2 separate regions of the Bactrocera dorsalis genome follow, and region 2 is linked to region 1. A link is a contact called in public Hi-C data. All regions are on one chromosome and are shown on one strand. The core of a region is the stretch at or near the end of the contact, and the rest is flanking DNA. Distances in the headings are between cores, read along the strand shown.

Evidence for each region. A called contact is a pair of places that touch in the nucleus more often than the background predicts.
Region 2: a contact with region 1 is called in a Hi-C map of whole body, with 4 times the contacts expected there. The contact joins the promoter of LOC105222418 here to the enhancer-like site in region 1. A contact is called at or near these places in 2 of 2 Hi-C or Micro-C datasets (both in whole body).

The regions. Positions count from the first base shown.
Region 1 is chr3:61,034,930-61,038,148 of ASM2337382v1, reverse strand. It overlaps LOC105222418 (ras-specific guanine nucleotide-releasing factor RalGPS1), which reads left to right. Exons shown (of 8, transcript XM_049453952.1): 2 at 967-1,211; 3 at 1,299-1,801; 4 at 1,903-2,227; 5 at 2,971-3,219. The coding sequence starts at 1,152. Among protein-coding and RNA genes, the nearest start is that of LOC105222419, 13 kb to the right of the region's middle. Within about 2 kb of position 1,793, the one cell type or tissue checked has open chromatin away from gene starts, as enhancers often do.
Region 2 is chr3:61,079,407-61,082,621 of ASM2337382v1, reverse strand. It overlaps LOC105222418 (ras-specific guanine nucleotide-releasing factor RalGPS1), which reads left to right and starts at 1,661. Exons shown (of 8, transcript XM_049453952.1): 1 at 1,661-2,644.

The DNA.
Region 1 (3,219 bases), core at 544-3,043:
AAGGATCAAAAAATTAATAGAAATATAGCAAAAATGAGGAACTACTTATCAAAAATATTCGAAATATGTAGGTCAATATCTTTAACTAATCTCCGAATATGAGCTTATTCAATTTTGCAATTGACCTTTTGTCGTGGTCTTTAACATGGAATCCATTGATTCCATGTACATATTTACCGCAACAGATCATTTCCGTTACTAACTGATCAGTCTGATGGCGTCACAGGCTCGCAAAATGGGGCTGACAGATCGAGAAGACTTCAGAAAATATTTATGTATAGCAAGGCGCCAGGGACACAATGAAGCATCTTGCAAGATTGCGCTGTAAGGCATCCTAAAGTATGACTACTCCTCATGGACCTAGCAACTGAACTCCATCTGGTCTATGCCTGGCTTATTGGCCTACCAGATTAACCTAACCTAAATCTTGTTGACTTTAGCCTTGATATATGTACTTACATGTATATATCGGTCAATATTTAGGTTTTCTAATTAAGATTATTCACTTAACGGAATGTCAAAACTTGGTAAGATCGGTCTAGTTTCCATTAGTCCTCATATGCTGAATATACTGCTAACCCTTAGTCCGATTATTTGAAAATAGGTGCATATGCATGTTGCTGAAAATACAATAAGTGCAAAGGATATTTATTAACGGTTTTTTATTTGAACCGAAATATTTCATTAAAATTTTTTGGCGAAATCTCGAAATATTTCATGCACCTGACGGATATGCGGGTATTTAATATTTGATTCCCACCGAGCCTGGTCGCTACTTACGGCGTACTATATAATGATTAATTGAATTAATTTTCTATTTAATTTCACAAAATTATTATTTATATGTACTTATATATGTACATATGTATATACTTATATTTTATTAATCTTGATTCCGCTCATTCAATGCAAAAAATTCTTCGTTTCTGTTCATAACTAAATTAAATTTTTTCTCTCTTTTTACAGATATCACTTTACGCCTGAGTGACTTCATTGTACACGTGATTGCATCAGACACAAAGGAGACCCTTTCCCACCCTGCCTAAAGTGTGAAACTCAACGTCGTGTGTAAAACTGTGCGCATATAACAACAGCCACCCATTGCCTACATTGCGGAGCTTCCGCATGCATTTCCCCACACCCCACATGCCATGATGCGTTACTCGGAAATCTCCAGAGAATTATCGACGGATAGTTTGCGTTACGTTGAAGTAAGTAGTAACTGCTAAGCCATTTTTATAGACTTTCGCACTTGTTATTGTAAAAATACCTACTTACGTTCACATTTATCCTCGCAGCTGGGCGAGGAGTATATCTATAAGAATTTACGTGAAGATTCGCCGCGCAGTGACACTCATTCCAATGCTAGCAGCGGTTGCATGGCACCACCAACATACACCGCCAACCATCATCACCAACACCTTAAACAGCAAGAACAGCAACAGTACCAACAACAACAATTGAATTCACAACAGGAGCAACAGCCACAGCATCACCACGCCGACTACACTAATTCGATGAGCAATTGCGGCCAACAACACTCAGCCGGCTTACGCAATTCCAAACGTTATTCGTGTGGGCGTAACGGTAGTCATGATGGCGCCGCAACCATTTCCTACATGCGTCCACGCAAGGATAGTACACGCTCAACGCAGAGTTGTCAATTCGATGCCGAGCAGTTGACGCAAGCAATCGCCAGCAAGACAATGCATGTGAAAAGTAGTCGTCGCAAGAATTCCATCGGCTGCCTGAATTCGTTGTCCTCATCGCCGGGCTCGCCGGGTTGCTACTACTGTGTTGGGTAAGTGGCTGCTCATGTAATAAGCTCGTGTGTCATATGTGCAATGTGTCAGCTTGTAAGTTTATTTGTCTAATCATAATGTTTTTTATACTCGCTCACAGCACCGCACCACCGCCCGGCAAAAGTCAAAGTCTGCCCGCACGTTCGTCTATGAACAATTTGGATGCGGTCATTTTGAATGCGCTACGCGTGCCGGCTGATGAGTTGGCCAATCAGATTACGCTCTTGGATTTTCCCATCTTCGCTGCCATACAACCGGACGAGCTGACCAGTTGCGCTTGGACGAAGAAGGACAAACACGTCGTCACACCGAATATTGTTGCATTTACGAAACGTTTCAATCACACCAGCTTTTGGACTGTGCAGGAGATATTGAGTGGCGAACAGCCAAAGCAACGTGCCGAAATACTGACACACTTCATTAAGGTGAGGAAAAGTTCGGTTAAATAGGGTTTATTTGGAGGTACTAGTGAGGTTAATTAATTATTGTGATTATTAAAGCATTAAGCTACATACTATATGTGAGGTTAGGTGCCTATTAAATTTGGTAATAGTATTTTCTGTTAAACAATTGGAAGCATTTCGTCACTTGGAATGCAAAATAACGTAACAACATTTTCGGAAATTTACAGTGGCATGAATGAAACACGAAATAAATGGGGCATGAGTGAAAAAAAATTTTAATATTGGTTAAAGCTGGTTTATATCTGAGCGCAGAACCTGAAAATGTTGAACATATATAATATTATGTATGTATGTATGTAATTTGAAGTAATGAAGCGTAATCAATAAGACACTCAATTTCGAGTTTTTTATACTATATAAATTTTAGGTACCAGAAAAAAATTAAGTTCTAGTTTACCAATTTTTGATATTTTGTCGACGAGGTGGAATCTTCGTTCCAACGACATATTGTTTTCATAGTAGCCAAAGCTTTCACTTAATACTACTGGGGTCCTTGGCTGGACTTAATCCCGGTGTCTTCTATGCAGTACAGTCTAACTGATTACTACTTAAATAAAATTCAGTTCCGATTCGTTGCTGCTGTAGAAAACTTAGTTACTAAAATTAAATTACTTATTATTAACAATAAAAATAATTTTCAAATATTTTTATAAAATTTTATATTAATGACTTAATTTATTTCTACAAACTCCGCTTTCCAACAGGTGTCCAAAAAACTGCACGAACTGAACAATCTGCATTCGCTGTTCGCCATCATTTCCGCCATGCAAAGTGCCAGCATTTTCCGTTTGAAAAAGACTTGGGCTTGCCTCTCCAAAAAGGATCGGCAAGCATTTGAACGACTAAGCGATATATTCAGCGATCAAAATAATTGGGAGAATTTACGTGCCTATTTGGAGAGTCTACGCCTACCATGCATACCCTATTTGGGTTTATTCCTGACCGATCTAATT
Region 2 (3,215 bases), core at 412-2,911, 45 kb before region 1:
TATACATACATATACGTATACAAATTACACAAAATATTTACAACTCACAACAAACACTCAATTGCAAATTTCCACTTTTATCAACTCTTGCCAATAAAGAAACGCTACTAAGAGAAAACAAATAAAACAATTATAAAGGACTAAGCGATATCAATAATTGATTGAGTAACTGTGAATTCTGAAAAGGTATTTAAAAAAATTTAATATGAAGCGAAATAATTATACAATACATAAAACATAAATGAAATATATATCAATAATGAATGTCTGCATTATGAACGTACAGGGGAGTAAATTGCATTTTGTAAATAAATAGATAATGACAAAAAGCCGTTTCACAATGTTGCATATTTGTTAGAAATAGTGTGCGTTACAAATACATACATACATAAATATGTAGGTAACAAGACCTGCAGGATGTGGTTGAACAGAAAATATAAATAAAATCTAGCAAATCGATAATATATTATTAACAGCTTTACATAATGACAGCTAACACCAAACAAAAAGGAAAATTACTACAATACTTGCTACAAATCTTTACTTTACTTAAACATTTTTCCACTCACTTCACACGTAAAAACAATAATAATTTCATATTTTTACATTCCTGCAATATTGCAAATGAACGTCGATTATTGATACTTTGTATGTATCGATAACTATTAACTGAAGTTGAAACACAATAAACTGGAAAAACAATTGTCGCGGAAAGCGGATGATGAGTTGAAGTCATATAAGAAATGATAAAAATGGTATAATGATGATAAATTATATATACATAATTAATTGTACTTACATAATGCAAGTTATACATAAATATATACAAATAAACTAAACTTAACTAACCAAATAAAAGTTTTACTTAACTGTGTGTAATGAAAATGGTAAGTTGTTCGGTGCCGCAGTTAAAAGAATGCTCAGTAGTTTTTGCCTCTGCCACCATAAATGAATGTAACGACAAATGCATGCACATATATCTAAGTGAGTATATACATATGTAAACTTGTGTGTAAGCACAACGCAGCTTCCATTAAAATTCAAATTTTCTATAGAGCAAGTCCAATAGCAATTCTCCTAAGCACTTGTTTTTATCAATCTTTAATATACCTTTACAGATATTTCAAAACAACTACAGATTATTTATGTAAATTGTTTATTGCGCTATAGCCTAGTAGTATCAAAATTAAATTTAGTTAAAAACTAACCTTTCGCAATTTAAAATTTATTAAAGATGGCCGATTGACATACAATATGGCTGGCGGCTTGACAGTTACTTTCCATATTTCCATTCGCCTTCGTGGAAACGGAATGTAAAAAGTATTCCTAGTTGCAAAATATTGATATGTTGCAACAACGTTTTTCACATGCAAAATGTGTACAATATATAAATTCAAATATATAATATAAGACAAGCAAGATAAACATGATGACCAGAACGGCAGCGGAAATCAGGTAGTTATAATTTGTCTACGGAGGTTTCGTCCTTGCCAGATATTTCTGGTGAGGTACTTAATAAATAAAGCAATAAAAAGCTTGCGTAGATCGTTAAAGCTCGTAAGAAGCTCTCATAGATTATAATTAATAACAACAAAGCGGTATAAGCGTTTGCATAATATTAAAATTCATGCAACACATTAAACAGTTCAATTGGGAACAGTTACTTTGAAAAATTTCAAACGACAGCGCTGCTTCAAATTGTAGAGTAAGTTTTGTTCACATATCATATATTTTGCTGCTGGCAATGCTGCTTATTGTTCTTTTCTTTCTTTGCCCGTTCGCTTTTTCTGTCATTGCTGTTTCCCTTTATTATTATTTTATATTTTTGCCGCTGCTTCACCGCCTTTGGTTTGCAGCCGTTGGTTTTCCATACGATTTTCGCTTGCAGCATTTTCAATTGTATAGTGCAAGTGGAAAAAATCAGACATTGCAAAGCCAATTGGTTAAGAAATAAGCGGACATTTGAGTTTTCCCGTTGACGCCGTTGTAGTTGCTTTACCTTTGTGCATCGTTTTTCACGCTTTGATTTTTCACTTCAGTCGATTTCCAAACATTTTTATACATTTATAAAAATTGAAGTAAGTGAAGTGTTTTATAAATATATACAAACGAAATAAATAAATTGTAAAATAAAGATACACAATTTATTAACAAAAATTCTTAATAAAAAAAAAATACTAATCAAATTTGATGTGTTTTCAATGGTCGTAAAAGTGAAAATTTCAAAAATTGTGCATATATCGCGTGTGTATAAATACATAAATACATACAAATTTGGAAATGTGTTGATATTGTGAGGCAAGCAAGAAACGCTGCATAATTGTTGAAAGAAATCTTGTGATAGATATTCTGAATATTTTCTGTGGCAAATAGAAAGTCTGGCTAAGCAAGAAAATAGCAATAACGATAAAATTAGTGACAAATTGCATACGGGGACTGTGTGGTACTCACTTATGACGGCGTTGGCACTGTTGGCGATGTCGCTTTGAAATGCCACTATACATACAAAATATATAATAATAATTAAAATTAAATTATAATAAAAAGGGGTGTGAACGCCCAGTTGGTTGGCTGTGAATTTGTCAGACGCCAGCCGCAAAATCAAGTAGATATTCATACAAAAGTGGAAGCTCGCCAGGAAGAGGTATGTACCATATACAGGAAAGTATTTTACAAATTGCATGCAAATTAGTATTTCGCCTTGGCTACGCCTTGTCATGTATATACTTTTTTCTAGCTGACCTCAAGTTGGGCACAAGTGTATTGTTAGCAGAGAGTTTCCCATGAGCCGATTTTGTCATTGAAAATAAGAAGAATATTCGCTGGCTGGGCATATTTTTCTTTTATAATTATTTGAGTTGAGTTATTTGAAAAAGTTACAATTTATATATGTAAATAAAATAAGTTTTTATTCATTACCATGCTTGCTTGGTTCATATTCATATATGTAGCTCAAAATGTTCTTGCGACCACTTGGTAGACATTGTTCTAAGTGATTATGATTACATATAAGAATCTAATCTAACTTGTGCTACTGAAATTAACATGTTTTAAAGTGCTCACAACCGGCTGATATTTACCTACATATCTAAAAATACTTCATTCATATCTACATAAAGAATTTCGCATATCGTTGCTGTTGTTGTCGAGTTATTGTACGGCTCGTGGCTTTTATTTAAAGAATGCGAAGAAGTATGTGCCTTCTGCTGTAGAAT